5 separate regions of the Mus musculus genome follow, and all the other regions are linked to region 2. Evidence: chromatin contacts called from public HiChIP or PLAC-seq, Micro-C, capture Hi-C and promoter capture Hi-C data. All regions are on one chromosome and are shown on one strand. Each heading gives the region's core, a stretch centred on a gene start, on an enhancer-like site or on the middle of the called end of the contact. The rest is flanking DNA. Distances are from core to core; before and after follow the strand shown. Region 1 holds the start of Plpp2 (phospholipid phosphatase 2). Region 2 holds the start of Pdxk (pyridoxal (pyridoxine, vitamin B6) kinase). Region 3 holds the start of Mier2 (MIER family member 2). Region 4 holds the start of Madcam1 (mucosal vascular addressin cell adhesion molecule 1). Region 5 holds the start of Shc2 (SHC (Src homology 2 domain containing) transforming protein 2).

Region 1 (3,501 bases), core at 795-3,294, 1.1 Mb after region 2:
AGTCACAAGGACAGAACAGTGAGCAGCACCTTGTTCTGCAGGCACAGGAACACAGACACCCCTAAAAGTGCCCTTTGCCCGTCAGCAGCAGGGAAGCTGGGTGTGGAGTGCGTGGCCCTCAGGTCCTGAATGCCAGGTGAACCCCAAGGGGAGACTCAACATTCAAAGGGGAAAAGGACTGGCCAGAATACAGTCCCTGATGTGGGCTGAGCCATCTCAGAGTCCAGAGAAGACATGATCCAGGAAAGTGCTAACATCATGAAGCTGAGAGGTACGGCCAAGAAGTAAGGAAACAGGAGCAGTGTCCCCTGGGAGGGGACACCTTCATAACAGTGAGAGAAGTCTTGAAGGAGAAGAGGTCAGAGGAGAAAGATGGCATAGGGGAGAGTGGGAGAGGAGAAGTGGAGGGAAGAGAAGGGGAAGAGGGGGAGAGGGGGAGAGCAGAGGAGAGGGGAGAGCAGAGGAGAGGGGAGAGCAGAGAAGAGGGAGAGAGGATGGAAGAGGGGGAGAGGAGGGGAGAGGGGGAGAGGAGGAGAGAGGGGTGAGGGGAAGAAGAGGGAAGAAGGGGAGAAGAGGGGAGAGGGGGAGAGCAAGGAGTGGAAAAGATGGGGGGAAAGGGGAGAGAGGAAGAGCAGGGAAGAGCAGGGAAGAACATGGAGATGGTTAGAGAGAAGATCAAAGAGAAGAGAGTATCAGAAAAGATGAGAGAGGAAAGAGGGGGTTCAGAGGAAATAGAGGAGCTGAGGTCAGAGGAGGATGTGAGAGATCAGGGGAAACACACATCTTCTGCATAGGAGGAGGTAAACTCCAAGGATCTGGTGGTAGAGAGCAACACTGAAGACAACTGAAGTTAGTGAATCCTCAGCAGACAAGCCAGGCAGACCACAGCTGTGCAAGGTCTGGACGAACCTAAAGCCCTGAACATGGCTGGGTTGCATGGCAGGTGTGGGCCAGGACACTGGCTCCCAGCTGTGTCCCCTCTTCTTCCTCCACCTGCAGTGGGTATTTGTAGGGTACTTTGTTCCCACCAACAGGAAAGGGCCTCCTTCACTCTGGCTGCAAGGCTTCCCTATCACCACCCAAAGTGTGCACTGACTCCAGTGTTCATTCAGCCACTCAGAGGCATAGGCCTCCTCCTGCTGCTGTGACTTCCCAGGTAGCTCCGCCCCTGGGGACTCAGGACTTTCCAAGGAAAAATGTAGACTATTTCCAAGTCCTGTAGTCCCTGGCATACAGTTAAAGCAACAGAAATGGTTCTACAAACCCATACACTTAAAAAGGGTGCCAATGGCTGAGGGGTGTCCCACGGGCTTTCTGGCTGCCAACGGGCCCAGCTAAAATGAGTATCCTTCCGGGATATGGAAGGTGGAAGGGGAGGGAGATGCAGAATGAAGGAAGATAGAGGCACCCCGTCACCGTCACCGCCTTGGGTTAGAATCCAGCCACTGTCCCCTGGGCCCCAACGAACACTTGGCCTTTGTTCGAGCCTGGGGGGTTCGGGACGCTCCTCCCAGCGGCCTGAACCGGAATGGCAGGTTTGTCTGTGCGAGCCTAGCTGTCCCCGCCTCCCGAGGGCACAGTGCTGGACCTTGGCCATGGGTCACTGGCCTGCAGGGTCTTGGTTCTGCCCCGCCCGTGTGAGTCACATCGCTCCGCGGCACTCGAGCGACTTCCTGCTGCCAGGACCCTCCACCCAGGAACAGCTACAGGTAGACAGGCAGCCCCGATCCCGCCAGGAGCCCAGGAGGGCTGGCGGGGTGCTCACAGGGAAGTGTAAAGCATTGGTCACCATCGTCCGCATCTCTAACGCACACTGGCCAGAGGGACCGAGGGAGTGTGCACCTGGGAAAAAGTCCCCGCACCCGGGGCTGAGGCTCTTACCGACCAACACGCACAGCACGTCCAGCAGCACGAAGACCCACCTCCGCTCCATGTCGCCCCGGCCCAGGGACGCCCGCGACCCCCGCTTGCCCCAGCTGTCCCGGCAGCCCCAGGATCACATGGCGGTGGAGACTGCCGGACCCAGGGAAAGGGCAGGGCTTGACGAAAGGGCCCGGGCGAGGCGGAGGCGGGGCTGAGGGAGGGCGTGGCATGAAGAGAAAGTGCGGAGGCGGGAGGGCAGGAGAGGGCGGAGGCCCTGAGGGGTGTGTTTGCCACCTTGACCCGGGCGCGCAGGGGCAGGGGCTGGGATGGGCGGGTGTGGGAGCGTGTCTCAGGACAAACTGAAGTCCCCTATTTGGGAGGGATCTCCAAGCTGGGATCCGAGAATCTCAGGGCTGAGAACAAGACTCAGAAGTGTTGACTGGGGTCTCCATGCAGAAAGGAGTCTTCCAGCTGGGAGGGGCCACCAGAACTCAAGACTGTAGGCTGGAGGTCACCCAGGTGTCCCCAACACTTGGGCGGGGTTCTGCAGTGATAATGCAGAGTTGCAGAGAGGGCAAGCCGACAACCGCCTGGGCAGCACTCCTAAGTTGATCTCAACCTTTCCAGAGGAGGGCACCTGTGCTGGACACAGTGACACTTCTAAACCCATAAGTACCTTAGCATGGGATGACCAAACTCAGGCAGAAGCCCACCTTCCCTCTAAAGTAGCATCTTGTAGTTGCTGTCAGGTTGGAAGGTTTCAAGACCCTTCATGGTGGGAAGGTCAGGATCATGCCTTAACACAGGCTGTATCCACTCTAGAGAATGCCACAGAGATTCTGAAATTGACCTATGATGGGTGGGACCCAGCCTACCCTGTTCAGGGGGTGTCCTGAGACCCTGGGCCAGGGACACTTGGGAGCCAAGGGCATGTAGACTCTGGAAAGAAAGGCCAGGATCTCCAAAACCCACACTGAATCCTTTGTAAGAGGCCACAGCGTGAAGCCTCCACTCCAGAGACTCCAGCTCCTTGATGCCTCCACGGAGGCCACACTCAGAGCCAGTCAGACCTTCCTCCACCACAAGGTTGACTTGAGTCCAGGATGTTTGAGACTTGAGGGCAGGGAAGGTCAGGAAAGAGACAACCCCTTGCTGAAGGTCCAAAAGGTCTCCCCTGACCTTCTCTCCTGCAGGATGTCACCTAGGCAGAGTTGACCTGAGAGGTCCTCAGAGAACCCAAGTGCCTGTGCTTTGGTGCTGGGGGGGAGCAGCATGCAGTGACCTGTTCGGGGTAAGGGAGGGTCCCTGCATCCTAGAAAGTGGCCTATAAAATGGGCAGGCAGAGCTTTCAATACACTGTAACCTGTGCTACACACAGGACTGGACAAGGACTGTGCAGAAACCTGGCTTCAGGTCTTCATTCATGTCCCTCCCCCATGCCTACCTGACACCTATGTGGCAGGTCTGACCCTTTAAAGACAAGGGCAGGCTGGGCTCTGGTGAGAGGACACTAACTGAAGCAGAGGTCCCCAACGCCAGCATTCAACCTCACATCCACCCATATGTCTATAGCACATGGACTCAGAGGTGCCAAAGTCACCCTACCATATGTGTGACATGTCCCCCTAGCTCCTGACA
Region 2 (3,963 bases), core at 485-2,984:
CACACCTCTGCCCAAGGTGAGGGAACTGCATGAAGCTCAGCCTGGCCCCGCCCTCCCTGGCTGTCCCTCCTTCAGGACTCTGCCCCTTTGCTCCTTAGTACAGTCTTTTTTTGAGAAAGGGTTTCTCTGTGTAGCCCTGGCTGTCCTGGAACTCACTCTGTAGACCAGGTTGGCCTTGAACTCAGAAATCCGCCTGTCTTTGACTCCCAAGTGCTGGGATTAAAGGCATGTGCCACCACACCCGGCTCCTTAGTACAGTCTTACTTCAATGACCTTGTTACCCCAATCCTGGCCCCTTAAGCTAGAGAGCAAAGGTAAAGAGCATGAAGCACCAGACCAGTGCATTCTGGATAGAACAAGAATGCCTACACTAGACCGTGTGGGTGAAGCACTGTTTATCAACCAACAGGCGCTCAAACACTCAGCAACTGCCCTTGCCTACAGACTTTGATCTCCTATGCTGTATAATAACAATCAATTGCTCTATTTGTCTGGCAAGCAAGCCTGATTCAGGACAGTCCTCTATTGTCCTTAAATGCAGTTCCAGCCACCTGTTTTCCTTCCAAGTCCTTCTTTCAGGTCCATGGTAGCCAGAGGCTACACCCTAACATCTCCCAGGAATCAGTTTAATGGCTAGACATGAGCGGAAGGGGAACGGGGACCTGCCACCCTGCTCAGTGACCAGCCAAAAAAGATACATTGCAAGAGGCCACCACCTGGTTGCCCAGGCCAGCCCAATCTTCCTGCTGGACCGGCCAGGCAAGGAAGCTCCAGTCAGCTGATATTGCCTATGACCCCTATTCTAATGCCCATGACAACCTGGTTCCCTCCAAGGGCAACCAGTCACAAGCAGGAAGCACCACCTGCCAGAAATGATCAGAGATAGCCTCATTCATCACACATCTCACAGGAGATAGGATCTGGGAAGAAAAGGCTACAGCCCTTCTAACAGGTTGCTTCCAAAGCCAAACTCAGCAAACTATGCTGTCTTTTAGGAATAAAAGCAAGCACGCGGGAGGTGCAGAGTTCCAGCCCCATCTCTGCGGGTGACAGACCACCCTAAGAGTGTTCAGACCCAAGCGTGGGCCCAGCTTCCTCCTTGGTCCAAGTTCATAGAATGGGTAGAAGCAGAACGTGGATGTCTGCAGAGAGCGAGCAATCACTAGCCAATGTGTCTACCAAGAGGCTCTCCGCGCTCCCAAAGGAAAGGATTCTCCCAGCTCAGCATTTTAACGCTTCGGGAAGCCCCTGCCCACTGTTGGTCAGGCAGACGGAAGCAACAGGGACCCTCAGGCGCTACCGTGTGCGCCACAGCCGGGCAGGGGGCTTCGTGCCACCTGCACCACCCCGCTGTAAGCTCCCCAGGGTAGTCCACGCCCCCGGCCTGCCTGCGCCAGGATCTGCCCTCAGCGCGCCCAGCGCTCAATAGGGACCCAAAAGGATGGCCACAGGGGGCCAAGGTCATTAGTCGGAAAAGGCCACGCAGCGAACCCGTAGACCCGCAAGTGAGCAGCCCGGCCCGGTTACATAAGCAGTGGAGCGCATACCTGCAGAGGGAACATGGCCGCTCTGTTACCCACGTAGCCACGGACAACATGGCTCTGGATGGAGAGCACCCGGCATTCGCCCTCCATGCCGGGAAAGCTGTAGTGGCGCGTGGTCCAGGTGGTGTCACAGGCTGGGGTTGCTCAGGCCGCTCGCTCGGATTCTGCTCCGAGCGCTTTAAGCACGCGCAGTCGCTAGGCTTGGACGCGCTCCCCGCCTCCTCTGACCTCAACAGGCCGGCTGCTAACCCGCGAGTCCCGCGCGGCGAGGGGCGGGCTGAAGGCGGTGCCTCACGCAGGCCCCGCCCCTCCGGGCAACGGGACCTGTGGAATCCAGCACATGAGCTCCTTCCTCTGTGCTCCATCACGTGGCCTCACATCCCTTTTTGCAGATCTGTCTGTGCGTCAGGGGGTTCGCCTGTATCACACTCCACAGCACGGTACTTTCAGTACACACTGTTCCACCTCCTTGGCCCGCGGCGCTGATCACTCCATGGGTGGCATACTCCGGAGCTGCTGTCCAAAGAGTTTCCACTGAGCTCCAGAGCCTGAAGACCCTCAGAGATCAGGAGATCCTTTCCAGCCACGCGGCCTGCGTGGAATCCCAGACCCAGTAGGGCTCACAGGCATCTGATCTCAGGCTACCCTGAGTCAGGAGTCACGTGCCCCTTCTCAATATAATAAGAGATCTTCTCTAGGCTCAAGTCTGCTTAGAGCCACTCATGGGGACAGATTTGAAGGGGCTGCACTGGTCTTCCCCTCTTCACTACCCACCAAGTCCTCTCAGTCCTAGGGAAAGCGCACCTCTCTTCCTGTCCCATCTCCAGACCTACACTTGGCACTCCTGTGGTCACGGACACACCAGGGTCACAGATCAGTGGCACAGGCCAGTATGTCAAGTTTGCTTTATCTTGGTGAGAGAGAGTACTGGGGACCAGATCTGCTCTGAAGAGAAAGGAACATTCCCATTGCTTGGGGAACAGATCAGAAAAAGGAAGTGGTTTTGAGGCTCCGTTGGTGGGGTGCATACCAAGGCCCCAGCACCAGAAAAGCTGTAAAGAAGAACCAAGTTGTTAGGAAGGCTTGACTGGAATCAACTAAATGGAAGTACATTGGAGGAATAATTAATTGCTTGCTGATAGTAACGTTTGCTGGATACTATGTATGTGCTAAACATTTCTTGTAACTGAATCTTGCTAGCCTGGAGCAATGGTGTACATTTATAATCCCGGCATTTCTGTGTTTGTGTATGTGTATAGAAGACCTCTGGTGTTATACTTAGGGAGGGGCAATTCACTTTGAGCTTTTCTTTAGCTTTTTTGAGACAAGGTCTCATGATGTCTCTCTCCCTGATCCAGCTCACTATCTAAGCCAAGCTGGCTTTGAACTCAGAGACCCACCTAACTTGAGTGCCAGGATTAAAGGTGTATGCCACCACACCTGGAACTGCCTTGGATTTATTTTATGTATTCATTTACTTAGATACCCTACTAGGACCCGGAAGTTCTCTCTTAGTTTGTCTAGGCTTCCTGGTTATGAAGCCCCTGGGATCTACCTGTTTCTATTCCTCATTGCTGAGGTTACAAATGCTGTTCTAACCAGGCAGTGGTGGCTCACACCTTTAATCCCAGCACTTGGGAGGCAGAGGCAGGCAGATTTCTGAGTTCGAGAATAGCCTGGTCTACAGAATGAGTTTCAGGACGACTAGGGCTATACAGACAAAACCTGTCTCAAAAAATAAAAACCCAATAAATAAATAAATTCTGTTCTTTTGTTTGTTTGTTTAGGCAAGGACTCACTATGTAGTCCTGGCTGGACTCGAACTTGCTATGTACTCTGAGTTGGTCTCAGAATCAGATCTACCACTCTTCACCCCCTGAGTACTGAGATTAAAGGGGTGTGCCACCGTGCCCGGGCAAAAAGTTTTAAATTTACATTTGTATTTAATTCAAGTGCGAGTGGTGCACACACACGCCACGGTGCACATGCGGAGGTCAGAGGACAACTTGCAGGAGGAGTTGGTTCTTTCCTTCCACCGTGTGGGTTCCAGGAATCCACAAATCCTGGTTTTGTGCCAAGCGCTCTCACCTTAGTCAATTACTTGCTCCCTGGATTACACAATTTTTTTAAACCTTTGACATCTTAGTGATTCAGTTGTTTTTTGCTTGGCATGCTGGGTCGAGGGAGGGTTAAGAAGAAACTCTAAAGGACAGCTCTTGAATGGTTGACATTGTCACTGTTAATAAGAATAAATGTGACTCAGAGCTCATATGTCCTTCTGTCCCCTAGCCCAGGGAACTGTGGGGCGTTTATACGCAGCTCTCAGATTCTGCAGGACACCTTCAGACAGGCAGTGCGTGGAGCCCAGAGCTGAGCCTCAGTTCTCCTGCATAGGCTTGCCTCCTCTGTGGGTCATCTG
Region 3 (3,919 bases), core at 76-2,575, 1.1 Mb after region 2:
CACATGGAGCTAGGACATGGGACAAACAAGGGAGCTAAACCAAGGGACAGGAATGAAGAAAACGGGTGGGAGCTGGGCAGCTGGGGTCAGAGGTGGCGTCCTAGAGACCAGATGAAGTGGGACAACTGACAGGCAACTCTGTAGGAATTCCGACTACAAGAAAGAAACCCAGGGGCTGGATGGTCTCATGAGGACTGCAAAGGATAGGCACAGCGAAGAGGTGTGGCTTAGACTAAGAACGGGACAAGCCACCAGCTCAAAGAGATGGCTGAGACACACACTAACCAAGTAGCTGACACTGAGGACTTCTATGTAACCACTGCCACTTTCATGAGTTCAAAACATGGATGCAGCAAAACACCCTCTCAGTTATAGAAAGGCACCACCAGGTTCCCACTTAAGATGAGGAAACTGAGGCAGAACCCTTCCAAATCCTAGACTCCAGGAGAGCACGTAAGCACAGGCTGGGGAGTCTCCACCACCCATGCCACACAGGGCAGAGCAGCCCAAGAGCACCCACTTGGCCGCCATGCCCCAAAAGGGGTATCGGTTGATCTATCTTGTCTTCAGAAGGTCTGCTTCCCCAAAGGCCCCCTAAAGAAGGAACTAAACCCCTAAGAACCCTCTGAGTCAACCAGCCAGAGTTGTCCAACGGGGCCCCCAGATCCCGACCCTGTGGCCCACGCGCGGGCCTGTTGCTGCCCCAAGCTGCCCCACTCGCGCACTGTGCAGAGTTCCAGTACCGGAGTGGCGGATTCGCAGCGCGTCGCTGGGGGCTGGTCCCGGAGTTCAGCGGCCGCACCCCGAGGTGCAGGTCAGCTCTGGGCTGTGCGCCGCAGCCCCGCACCCGCGGGGAGGCCCGCGCTCTCGCTCCCACAGCCAGACGAACTCCACGCGCGAAACTTTCCGCTCGCAGAGAGCCGCCGACTCCGCGCCCTGCTCATCCCCAACGCGCCGGAATGCGGTCCCCGCGCCGCCGTCCCAGACGCCAGCGCCGCACACCCACCCGGTCCGCGGCGCCCTCCCGCCGCGCGGCCCCGGGTCTCGGCCCCGCACCCGGCCGCCCGCGCCTCGCGCCCCTCCCCCCCGCCCGCCCGCGCATGCGCACCATAGCCGAGATGGGGAAGGGGGGTCGTCGGGCGCCCACGGGGCTCATGCTCCGCCCGGTAATAGTGGGGAGGCTCGAGGCGCTCGGACTGGGAGAGCACGGGCCGGACCAGGTCGACCCAGGGCAGTGTGTGGGAGGGGCCGCTACCCAGCCGCTCACTCACCTCCGCCATGGCCGAGCGTGCGCGCGGGAGGCGGCGGCCGCGCGGGTCCCCGGATGCGGTGCCGCGCGCTTATTGGCGGAGGAGCTGGGAGGCGGAGTGGGGCGGGGCCGCAGGAGGCGCGTAGTAGGTGTGCTGGCGAGGAGCGGAGATCTATAGCCTGGGTCCGGTGTACCCCACGCCCGTACATCAGCCAATCAGCTGATTCCTGTGTGTCCACAGGTGAGGGAGATGGCGCAAACAGGGAACAAGCCACAGGTGAAGAACAGTCTACAAGTGAAGAGGTTCCACAGGTGAGGGGACAATCTAGCAGTGAGGGGTTTGGGTCCCGAAGTGAAATGGGTATGGTCTGGAGGTGAGGGGAAGGTCCAGAAGTGATGGGGAATGGACTAGAGGTGAGAGGGGATAGTCCAGAGATGAAGGGGAGGATGTCTTGAAATGAGGGAGAATGAGATGAAACAACTGACAGGTGAGGGATGGTCTAGGGGTGAGGGGGTGGTCCTGAGGTGAAGGACACTGGTACAGAGAGCAGGGCATGAGAGCCTCCAGAACAGGTGCACAAACCTGACTTTCGCTGTCAGGAGGGTGCAGACAGAATGGGAGAGGCAGACCGGTGGGCAGACCTAGGCTTGCAGAGGTGAAGGCCTCTGGTCTACACAAGTCACCAAATGACTCTTCCTTCCCTCTGGGGCCAGGACCAAGCTGGGAGGTGAAGGCACCACTAAGGTTCAAGCACAAAAGCTGTCTCCCACCCCTGAGGATTTGCCCAAGACAGAAAGTCTGCCCCCTGCTCGTTTGGTGGGTTCATCATTCCATGAACCTGAGTCAGTCAGTCCTAACCCAAAAAGAGAACTGTGACAAGGATCACTAGAGAAAGCCAGGCATGGTCGCCCATACTTGTAACTCCAGTGCCCAGGAGGCTGAGGCATGAGAGTTACTATCAGTTTGAGGCTAGCATGGGCTTTGGAGCGAGACCCTGCCTCAAGAAACCAAGCTACTGGGTATGGTGCCACAAGCCTTTAATCCCAGCACTCAGAAGTCAGAGGCAAACAGGTCTCTGTGAGTTGGAGGTCTATGTAGCAAGTTCTGGGACAACCTTGGCTACGTAGTAAGACCCTATATGTGTCAAGACAAACAACAATAGCAAACACACACAAATTAACCAATTACCAAAGGTTAAGCAATTGGATGAATGGATGAGCAGAAAGATTCTTCAAGGTTAGGGCTTTCTTTCCCATGGACCTGATAGTTGCAATGGGGAACTGAGGTGACCTTTCAGCCAGCTGGGAAATATGAGCATCATTAGGGGAGGTGGACACTCAGCATTTCCTCAGGTGATGCCTAGACAACATCTCTCATCCAGGCCAGAGTTCAGAAACTGTTGACAGAAGTGTGGGCTCCAGACCCAGCCTAAAAGGGAAGGTCCCGCTCAATGGTGAGACTGTGTTCTTCAGAAGTGTCAGAGGAGAGAGAACTGTAGAAGCCTCCAAGTTCCATCAACAACACTCAGTACTTGATAGTTAATGACCCACAAAACAAGGGAAGTGCCACAGAGGCCTCTCAGACTTGATTGCTGGAACTGAGTCCAGATGTAAAGACTTGGATCACTGTTGAGTTTCCCAAAATTGATAACTAGCTTATGGGTCTGTAAGAGTATAATCTTGGGCTGGAGAGATGACTCCGTGGTTAAGAGCACTGACGGCTTTTCCAGAGGTCCTGAGTTCTGGAACACAGCAACCACATGGTGGCTCACAACCATCTGTAATAAGATCCGATGCCCTCTTCTGGTGTGTCTTTAAGACAGTGATGGTGTACTCATATAAAATAAATAAATTTTTTAAAAAACTTCCTCTAACAAGACCATACCTCCTCATACTGCCAATTCCCATGGGCCAAGCATAGTCAAACCACCATACTGTAATGGAGAGATGGCTCAGTGGTTAAGTGGCTCTTGCAGAGGACTCAGATTTGGTTCCCAGCATACACATGGCGGCTTACAACCATCTGTAACTCCAGAGGCTTTGCCAGCGTGGCTCAGTCCTTTCTCCACGAAGCCCTGCCCCTTCCACCCTCTGGCCCAGTGCTGCATGAACTTTTCTTAGGGAGGAACCTACAAGCTACTGGTCACCCTAAGGGGTCCTACAGATAGAGGTGTGACTCCCCCGGAGGCAGTGAGTTCATTAGCCTTACAGAGAGTGTGCGTGACCCAAAAGCAGCTGAACCACCAAAAGGGGACTCTCAGTGTCTTAGTGTTTTACTGCTGTGAACAGACACCATGACCAAGGCAACTCTTATAAGAACAACATTTAATTGGGACTGGCTTACTGGTTCAGAGAGTCAGTCCATTAATGTCAAGACAAGAGCATGGCAGCATCCAGGGAGGCATGGTGCAGGAAGAGCTGAGAGTTCTACATCTTCATCTGAAGGCGGCTAGTGGAAGACTGACTTCCAGGCAGCTAGGATGAGGGTGGGTCTTAAACCCAAAGTGACACACCTACTCCAACAAGGCAACACCTTCTAATAGTGCCACTCCCCGGGCCAGGTATATACAAACCAACACACCCAGCATTGATGATAATATCCCCAGAGCTGTGTAGATGGGGTTCCCCTTTCAGACATCCTTCCACACTGTGAACTCCAGCGTCTCCTGA
Region 4 (4,088 bases), core at 936-3,435, 1.2 Mb after region 2:
ATGCATCCTGATCACGGCCCTTCATAAAGGGAAGCTAAGGCAGGAATGGGGGAGCCAGGAACTGATGCAGAGGCCATGGAGGAGTGCTGCTTACTGGCTTGCTCTGCCTGCTTTTCTATAGCATCTAGGACCACCAGCCCACATAGGGCTGGGCCCTCCCACATCAATCATTTAAAAAAAAAAAATACCCCCACAGGCCTGCCTCCAGACCAATCTGGTGGGAACATTTTGTTTTGTTTTGTTTTTTTTAAAGATTTATTTATTATTACATGTAAGTATACTGTGGCTGTTTTTAGACACACACGGGTGGTTGTGAGCTACTATGTGGTTGCTGGGATTTGAACTCAGGACCTCTTACCTGCTGAGCCATCTCACCAGCCCCTGATGGGAACGTTTTTTATCAACTGAAGTTCCCTCTTCCCAAATGACCCTGCTTATGTCAAGCTGTCAACCCCTAGGCAAGAGCACTCAACGTGCTTGAGTGGAGACAGACTTCAAGCTTCCACCGGTGCCTTAGGAAAGCAGAGGAGGTTGGAAAGGGAGGTGAGAGGGTCTTGGAGACTGGAGACTGCAGAGCCTTGGTACAAAGGTGTGACTGCCTGAGGCAAGAACACAGGAAACTAGCCTGCTTTCTCGGCTAGCCCCTGAAGCCTGGGAGTATGCAGCTGGTGTTCCTCAGTAGGGACTGGGTCAGGAGGGAAGCGCGGGAGAGGTGGTGTGCCGACCTCGGAGGAAAGTGAGGTAGAACGCCTAAGAATGTATGATACCCTCAGAACTCCAGCCTGAGGCCCAGGATCCATAGGTCCATGTCTGGAGTGTGGGGACAGCCACTTGGGCAGGCAACTTCCTGCGCCGCTGCTGTCAGGTGCTGGGCTTGAGCGTTGCACCAATACACAGCTCAGAGGTGGGAAATTTTAGCCTAAGATTTGGGAGGCCAAAGCTAGGATGCCCTGACTCCTGGGCATCCAGTCACCTCTGGAAAACCAACCACACAGAGGAGTCAGAAATGGAGGGCCGTGGGTCCCCGGGGCCTGCATGAGGAGCCCGTGGGCCCCACGGGGGCTCCCAAACTCCTGTACATCCAGTCAGCACTGTGTCTCGGGGAGTTAGGAATAGAATTGGGGGTCCTCTGGCTGAGGGTGACGGTGAGCCCGGAAAGCTCATAGAGGATTGTGCTTGGCTTAGCAGCAGTTTTCTTGGAGTGCAGAGGGGCTTCTGCAGGAGACTCGGGCTGTGGCTCTGTAGTCGAAGCCTTTCTCTGTGCTCCCTACTGCATTCTTGATGAAAGAGACAGTCCTTGGTTCCAAACTGTTTATTGATTGTACATCGTGGAAAATGAGTGCATTCCACCTCCTCAGGATGCACTAGAGACTAAATGTCCAGGGAGGAATGTCCCGGAAGGAAGGGAAGTTTATTGGCTAATCCCTCAGGGCCTCTAAATACTTCATTAGCATACAGAACTGTTCTGGGCTACTGTGACCACAGGTCACGGTTCCTATGTGGGAAGTGTGACACGTGTTCCAGGACAGGAATCTGGTAGGGATCAGGGAGCCACCTACCATCTCAGCTGGGTGCCTGGGTGCCCGGGACTCTGACCCTGCTCAGTCTTACCAAGTTTCCTGGCAAGGTCCATGGTCCCACAAGGATGCACCAAACCTAAGTCTCCAATGTTTCAGGTCAAAGTGAGCCAGCCCCAGACCCCAGGCTCTGTCAGGCCTGCAAGTGGAAGGACAAAGACTTAGGGGACAACTGGTGACTTATCCCAGACACACATCACATGGAACTCAGGCCCCAGAACAACTCCCGCACCATCCAGAACCAGGCCAGGCCCCTCTGCCGCCCTCATGCGGCCACCTGTGGAAGTGAAGGCACAGCTCTAGTCAGCGAGGTGGGCGGGGCAACCTAGGACTGGCAGATTTCCATGCACTTGACCCACCATGGTGACCCACCTCCAGCTTTTAGCTTCAGCCTTCCCGTACATAGAACCGGGGCCTGGAACCTTCCCAGACCTTCCCTCCCCATCTGTAATGACTGTGTTCCCGGGTCCCTGCCTCACCTCTAGCCTCTGATTCTCTGCCTCCTACAAAGTGGGGGTCGGGCTGGGAAAGCCCCCTGGGAAAGTCCCACAGAGCCGGCAGAAGGGGGAGGAGAGGCAGGGTCTCAGACAGTAGGAAGCTGCCGGCCCACTCTTATTTAAGCCGCTTCCCCTGGCGGTCACAAGACAGAGGCAGGCATGGAATCCATCCTGGCCCTCCTGCTGGCCCTGGCCCTAGTACCCTACCAGCTCAGCAGAGGTAAGCAGGGCTGTGGGTAGGGAAGCAGGCTTCGAGAGATGAATGGGTACAAGGGAGGAGAGTTTGGGAGTGCTGTGAAAATCCACGGCTTTGAGAGACTAGGGATGTGCGGCTCCGGTTGGTCTCTCATCAAGGCCCAGGAACCTGGGCCAGAGGACGAGAGCCCTGGGGTCTCAACCCAGGGTCAGGGCTGGAACCTGGGACCCAGTTGTCCCATCACAGCTTTAATGCTCTTACTCCTCAGGACAGTCCTTCCAGGTGAACCCCCCTGAGTCTGAGGTAGCTGTGGCCATGGGCACATCCCTCCAGATCACCTGCAGCATGTCCTGTGACGAGGGTGTAGCCCGGGTGCACTGGCGTGGTCTGGACACCAGCTTGGGCAGTGTACAGACCCTCCCAGGCAGCAGTATCCTCTCTGTACGGGGCATGCTGTCAGACACAGGCACTCCTGTGTGTGTGGGCTCCTGCGGGAGTCGAAGCTTCCAGCACTCCGTGAAGATCCTTGTGTATGGTGAGGCCCACTCTGCCTTTCTAGGTGCCACCTGCCCCGGGGGAATCAGGACCTTGCGCCATACCAGTGCCACCACCCACCAAGTCCCCACACTCCACTGCCACCCCCACACTGTAGACCTTCAAGGCTGACATACTCACCCTTCCTGTCCCAACCACCTGAGGCCATAGCTGCACTCTCACGCCAAACTCCCCTCTGCCTGGCCCAGGCCTGACCTCTAAGCTCAGCCCTGGGCCTGCTATCGATCCACAGCCTTCCCAGACCAGCTGGTGGTGTCCCCGGAGTTCCTTGTACCTGGACAGGACCAGGTGGTGTCCTGCACGGCCCACAACATCTGGCCTGCAGACCCGAACAGTCTCTCCTTTGCCCTGCTACTGGGAGAGCAGAGACTGGAGGGTGCCCAAGCCCTGGAACCAGAGCAAGAAGAGGAGATACAAGAGGCTGAGGGCACACCACTGTTCCGAATGACACAACGCTGGCGGTTACCCTCCCTGGGGACCCCTGCCCCTCCTGCCCTTCACTGCCAGGTCACCATGCAGCTGCCCAAACTGGTGCTGACCCATAGAAAGGAGATTCCAGGTAAGACCACTGGGTCCTGCCTGCCTCTAGGCCCAGCAGCTCTGGGGCTTGGCCCATGATTGGTTGTCCCCACCTGTAGATCCCCAACAAAACTGTTCAATGCCTGTGTCACAAGGCAGCCAGAAAAGATTAACTCAAAAGATAAGGACCTACTCTATGCTAGCTCCAACATGATATTTCCGTCGTTTTCTGTTCACAAATTCTTGGCTTTGCCTAGGTGGGTGGTTGGCGGTGCACACCTTTAATCCCAGCACTCAGAAAACAGAGCCAGGTGGATTTCTTGAGTTTGAGGCCAGCCTGGTCTACCGAGCGAATTCCAGGACAGTCAGGGCTATACAAAGAAACCCTGTCTTGAAAAACCAAAGTAAATAAATAAAATAAACAGTGATCTGGTAGACTTGCATAAGAGCTAGTACCTACTTCCTGTTCTGTGTCTGTGTCATCAGCTGCTGATCCTAACTAGTATGATGCCTTGTGCCTCTTAAGTGATGTGGGAAGGGTGATGGAAGAATTCTGAACCAATACTGGGTTGCAGATGAGGAAAACTGAGGCTACAGGAAGAACATTCATTCTGTTTGCAGTACTACAGAGCCAGACCTCACCTAAGCCCCCCAACACGACCTCTGCTGAGCCCTACATCCTGACCTCATCAAGTACTGCTGAGGCAGTCTCCACTGGGCTCAACATCACCACCCTACCTTCTG
Region 5 (3,519 bases), core at 55-2,554, 1.2 Mb after region 2:
CACGTGGTACACCATCCCCCCACCCTTGCAAAGGTCACAATAGAAACCTGGGTAGGGGCTGGGGCTAAGCAGATACAGAGCTCAACTAACATGAAAAGGGCTGAGCTCCATCCCCAGCATCATAGGGAATGGGTGTGGTGGTGCATGACTGTCACCCTGGCTCTTGCAAAGTGGAAGCAGGAGGATCAGGAATGCAAGGTTATCCTCAGCTACATAGTGACTTCCAGGTCAGCCTGAGCTACATGAGACCCCGTTTCAAAAACAAAACAAAGAACAAAGGTCTGGAAGTGGTGACACTCATCTTAGCATCCCAATATTTGGGGTTGATAAGCCAGAATGATGGCCTGCAGCTGGAAGTCGCTATCCTCTGGCCAAATCCCTACCCCTTTCCACCTCTGCCAAAATAAAGGGGATAAACAAAGCCAGGCCCCTTCACTTCATCGGCTCTGATGTGGAATTTGGAACCCTGAGCCCTGAGCTTGAGTCCCCACTATAAGCCTGCAAAGTTGCTTTCTCCGGGGTCAGGGAACCCTCGGATACCTAGTCCTTATCTTAAGGACTCTCCCACCCAATAGCGGAGGGGGGGTGCGGCTAGCTTGCGCATGCGTGTGTCCCCTCCCTACCTGCGCCCTCTCCCCGCCCCTCCCCACGTGACGCCGTGAGAACCCGGACCCCAGCGCCTGCGAGTGGGGGCGGTCGAGAAGCGCGCGTACTGGAGACTGGGTTCCTGGGTTGTGGGGAGCGCTCACTTGGCTCTTGGGGTCCAAGAGACCAAACTGGGGGTGGGAGCGGTCCCCGACCACGGCGCGCCGGGAAAGAGGCTGAGCGCACTCACCCGAACGATGTAAGAGACCCCGGGCCCCAGGACCCTGGCATCGGGATGCAACCAGCCGTGCGCCGGCTTGTGAATGAAGCCGCCCTTGCGCACCCACTCGTCAGCGACATCCGGAGTCACCCGCGCGCCCCGCGTCCCCGAGCCCCGGCAGCGGCCGAGCGCGGGCAGCGGACAGGGCGCGGCGCAGCGCGGTTCGCAAGCGCCCAACACAGCGGCCAGCGCGGGGACCCCGGGCTCCGGCTGCGCCTCTGCCACCCCCGCCACGCGCGTCGCCGCGGGACCGCGGCCCAGGAAGCTACCCGGCGCTGCGAACTTCCACTGCGGCATCCGCGGCAGCAGTGCGCAGAAGGTGGTGGGCGCCTCGGGCTCGGGGGCCGCGCGGCCACCCGGACCCTGCGTCATGGCCGCGGCCGCCGAGGAGCCCCGGCTGAGCCTGGTCCAGAGCCGTGCGCTCCTCCCCGCCGAGTGATGTCACCGCTCCGCGCAGCGCGCAGCCGCGGGGGGCTACACTCCTGGGACCCCGACCCTGTTCTGGCAGCGCCGCCTCCGACCTAGCGCAGCCTGCCGGGGCTCCCCGAGGGAATGTCCAGTCAGGCTCAGACCGATGGGGAAACTGAGGACAGGGGTCGCATACACGGGGCGGGGCGCCATTCTTCAACTTCCAAGTCTCTGCCTTCACTCCAGCAGCATCCTATCCTCCCTTCTTTTCTTCTAAATAGAGAAACTAAGGCCTGAAGTCGCAGGTGCAGGGAGTGATCCCCTAACCCCGAGGCCACCCTTCACCACTGTTCCAGCAACATCCTGCCCTTCTTTACTTCTAAGTTGAGAAACTGAGGCCTGGCTTTGTAGAGCTATCCTCCGGCCCCTAAGTATCCCTTAAGCCACTGTTCCACCGGGTTTGCTCAGTGAGGAAACCGAGGGCTAGGGTAAGGATAAGGCACAAAAGGGAACTTGAGGTCTGGGTGGTAGAGGCAGGATGAGACTATCCGGGTCCTTGACACGTTCAGTCATATCCTGCCCAACTTTACTTCTAAATAGGGTCCAAATAGGGCCTGGGCCAGTGCACAGGCTGGGGTCCAGGACAAGAGAACCTCAGACTCAGAGGGTACCCCCTCCAACTGAACCTTCTTTACTGGTTAGTGGGAAAACTGAACCCTGGAGCAAGGCCAAGGCTTAAAGGGAAACTGAGGCCTGGAAGTGAAGCAAGTGCCCAGGACACCGCGGGTGGCGCTGCGTCTGGAGAAGTCTAAAGGTGACCATGGGTCGCTTCTGCTGGCTCCTGGCCTGTTTCCTAGGCTGTAAGCAAAGGACATCCATCGGTTCTTTGGGTTCATATTGGAACCCGAGGGTCAGAACTCTCAGGCCTGCCAACAGCCCCAGCCCAGGCTCAAGAGACCTCGGAGACACCGATTCAGACCCCAAGGGGATTCCTTCTGTGAGGGAAGGGGTTGTCATCATCACCCTGCCTCTGTCCCCCGCCCTTTCCAGGACAGTACTGCCGGGAAACAAAGAGAAGAGTGCTGGGCGGGGCAGGGTGCGGAGGAGGGGCAAGGCCGGCCAGATCGATGCGAGAGAAACTAGATCACTGCCTGTGGAGGGGGCGGAGGCGCGCGCGCCTGGCTCTCAGCCACTTCCACACAGGCACTCTCAGGAGCCCAGCCAGGTCGCCTTTGGTGTTGTCTGCTGGAAGAGGAGCGCCACTGGGCTGAAGTCTGAAAAATGGCTGTAGAATCTAGCTGATTAAGTGTGGACCAAGGCGTTCCCGGTCTGGGTGCACAAACATCACTGAATGGGGAGGTTATAGGGCTGGCTCTACTCTTTAATCTGCGGCAACAAATGACGTAAATAATACTCTAATAAACTCCTACACATCCCTCAAAGCCCAGCTTCACAGTACCCCTTCCCAAGAACCTAACTGGTCCCATGATCCAAACCCAGGCTCTGTCTCTGGTCTCCTGCTGCCAGGGGCCCCCATTTGCCCCATCTGAACCGAATGAGGTTTGCAAAGTTGTTTAGTGCTTTCTTTGCGGCGTGGTTAGAAGTGCTAAATAAACCAATGTGCACAATGCTAACCGCTGTTGACGGAGGAATGATTTATTGGCAAGCAACTCTAAAGGGTGGGGTGAGAAGGGCAGAGACTGCAGGGCCACCTCCAGGAGAGTTCTCCGGCCTCATCTGCAGAAACCCAAGCGGCCTGGACACTGAATTCTAGGACACACGGCTCCATGTCCAGCCAGGGAAAGGGACACTTCTCCCTGGCCTGGTCTGACCTGGGAAGGAGGCTCAACCTCACCCTCTATGGAGACTTGGGTCACAGGCCCCAGGGACAGAAAGATCAGGTGGCCTCAAAGGACCTCGGACTGAAGACGGGGAGGGAGGCACCTCCTCTGTTCCACTCTGAGGAAACGGCCCAGGAGAGGCCCCGGCTGCCTGTGCCCTGCAGCTGTCAGCATTTGGTGTCCCCTACCATGGTGGATGCCCGCTTTGAGTGACGGATGCCCATGGTATATGCCGGGGCCCGGGCCCGGTTAACAGTGACCTGTTCTGGGTTGTGGGTACCAGGACCAGGTGTGTCCTCCAGGGGCCGTGGTGTCCGAGGTCTCCCCAGTATGCTGAAGGCCGGCCTACGCTGCCGGTAGGTGTTGGGGTCCGGACTCTCATACTGCCCAGGGCCTGGAATCTCT

Evidence for each region. A called contact is a pair of places that touch in the nucleus more often than the background predicts. HiChIP or PLAC-seq counts read pairs in DNA pulled down with a chosen protein or histone mark. Capture Hi-C pulls out chosen DNA fragments and counts their contacts.
Region 1: a contact with region 2 is called in a capture Hi-C map of embryonic stem cells, with 6 times the contacts expected there. The contact joins the promoter of Plpp2 here to the promoter of Pdxk in region 2. A contact is called at or near these places in 1 of 39 promoter capture datasets (embryonic stem cells), 1 of 484 Hi-C or Micro-C datasets (embryonic stem cells), 5 of 115 datasets of contacts at active chromatin or transcription factors (SST interneurons, bone marrow-derived macrophages, large pre-B cells and 2 more) and 1 of 9 other capture datasets (embryonic stem cells).
Region 3: an H3K4me3 HiChIP or PLAC-seq map of embryonic stem cells shows a contact between it and region 2, with 7 times the contacts expected there. The contact joins the promoter of Mier2 here to the promoter of Pdxk in region 2. A contact is called at or near these places in 2 of 39 promoter capture datasets (embryonic stem cells and hippocampal neurons), 1 of 484 Hi-C or Micro-C datasets (embryonic stem cells), 6 of 115 datasets of contacts at active chromatin or transcription factors (embryonic forebrain, embryonic stem cells, large pre-B cells and 2 more) and 1 of 9 other capture datasets (embryonic stem cells).
Region 4: a promoter capture Hi-C map of adipose tissue shows a contact between it and region 2, with 2.8 times the contacts expected there. The contact joins the promoter of Madcam1 here to the promoter of Pdxk in region 2. A contact is called at or near these places in 8 of 39 promoter capture datasets (the 3T3-L1 cell line, the C10 cell line, cranial neural crest and 3 more), 2 of 484 Hi-C or Micro-C datasets (the G1E-ER4 cell line and bone marrow-derived macrophages), 5 of 115 datasets of contacts at active chromatin or transcription factors (astrocytes, bone marrow-derived macrophages, embryonic stem cells and 1 more) and 2 of 9 other capture datasets (adipose tissue and embryonic stem cells).
Region 5: a Micro-C map of embryonic stem cells shows a contact between it and region 2, with 2.3 times the contacts expected there. The contact joins the promoter of Shc2 here to the promoter of Pdxk in region 2. A contact is called at or near these places in 6 of 39 promoter capture datasets (cranial neural crest, embryonic stem cells, hippocampal neurons and 2 more), 1 of 484 Hi-C or Micro-C datasets (embryonic stem cells), 8 of 115 datasets of contacts at active chromatin or transcription factors (SST interneurons, bone marrow-derived macrophages, embryonic stem cells and 2 more) and 1 of 9 other capture datasets (embryonic stem cells).

Annotation. Positions count from the first base shown.
Region 1 is chr10:79,531,743-79,535,243 of GRCm38.p6, forward strand. Plpp2 (phospholipid phosphatase 2) reads right to left here and starts at 2,045. Exons shown (of 6, transcript NM_015817.3): 1 at 1,882-2,045. The coding sequence starts at 1,933.
Region 2 is chr10:78,463,214-78,467,176 of GRCm38.p6, forward strand. It overlaps Pdxk (pyridoxal (pyridoxine, vitamin B6) kinase), which reads right to left and starts at 1,735. Exons shown (of 11, transcript NM_172134.2): 1 at 1,548-1,735. The coding sequence starts at 1,634.
Region 3 is chr10:79,553,803-79,557,721 of GRCm38.p6, forward strand. It overlaps Mier2 (MIER family member 2), which reads right to left and starts at 1,326. Exons shown (of 14, transcript NM_001316699.1): 1 at 1,272-1,326. The coding sequence starts at 1,280.
Region 4 is chr10:79,662,374-79,666,461 of GRCm38.p6, forward strand. It overlaps Madcam1 (mucosal vascular addressin cell adhesion molecule 1), which reads left to right and starts at 2,186. Exons shown (of 5, transcript NM_013591.3): 1 at 2,186-2,294; 2 at 2,539-2,805; 3 at 3,058-3,384; 4 at 3,966-4,088. The coding sequence starts at 2,234.
Region 5 is chr10:79,636,614-79,640,132 of GRCm38.p6, forward strand. Shc2 (SHC (Src homology 2 domain containing) transforming protein 2) reads right to left here and starts at 1,305. Exons shown (of 13, transcript NM_001024539.1): 1 at 836-1,305. The coding sequence starts at 1,237. Odf3l2 (outer dense fiber of sperm tails 3-like 2) reads right to left here. Exons shown (of 4, transcript NM_001033473.2): 4 at 2,913-3,519. The coding sequence ends at 3,282.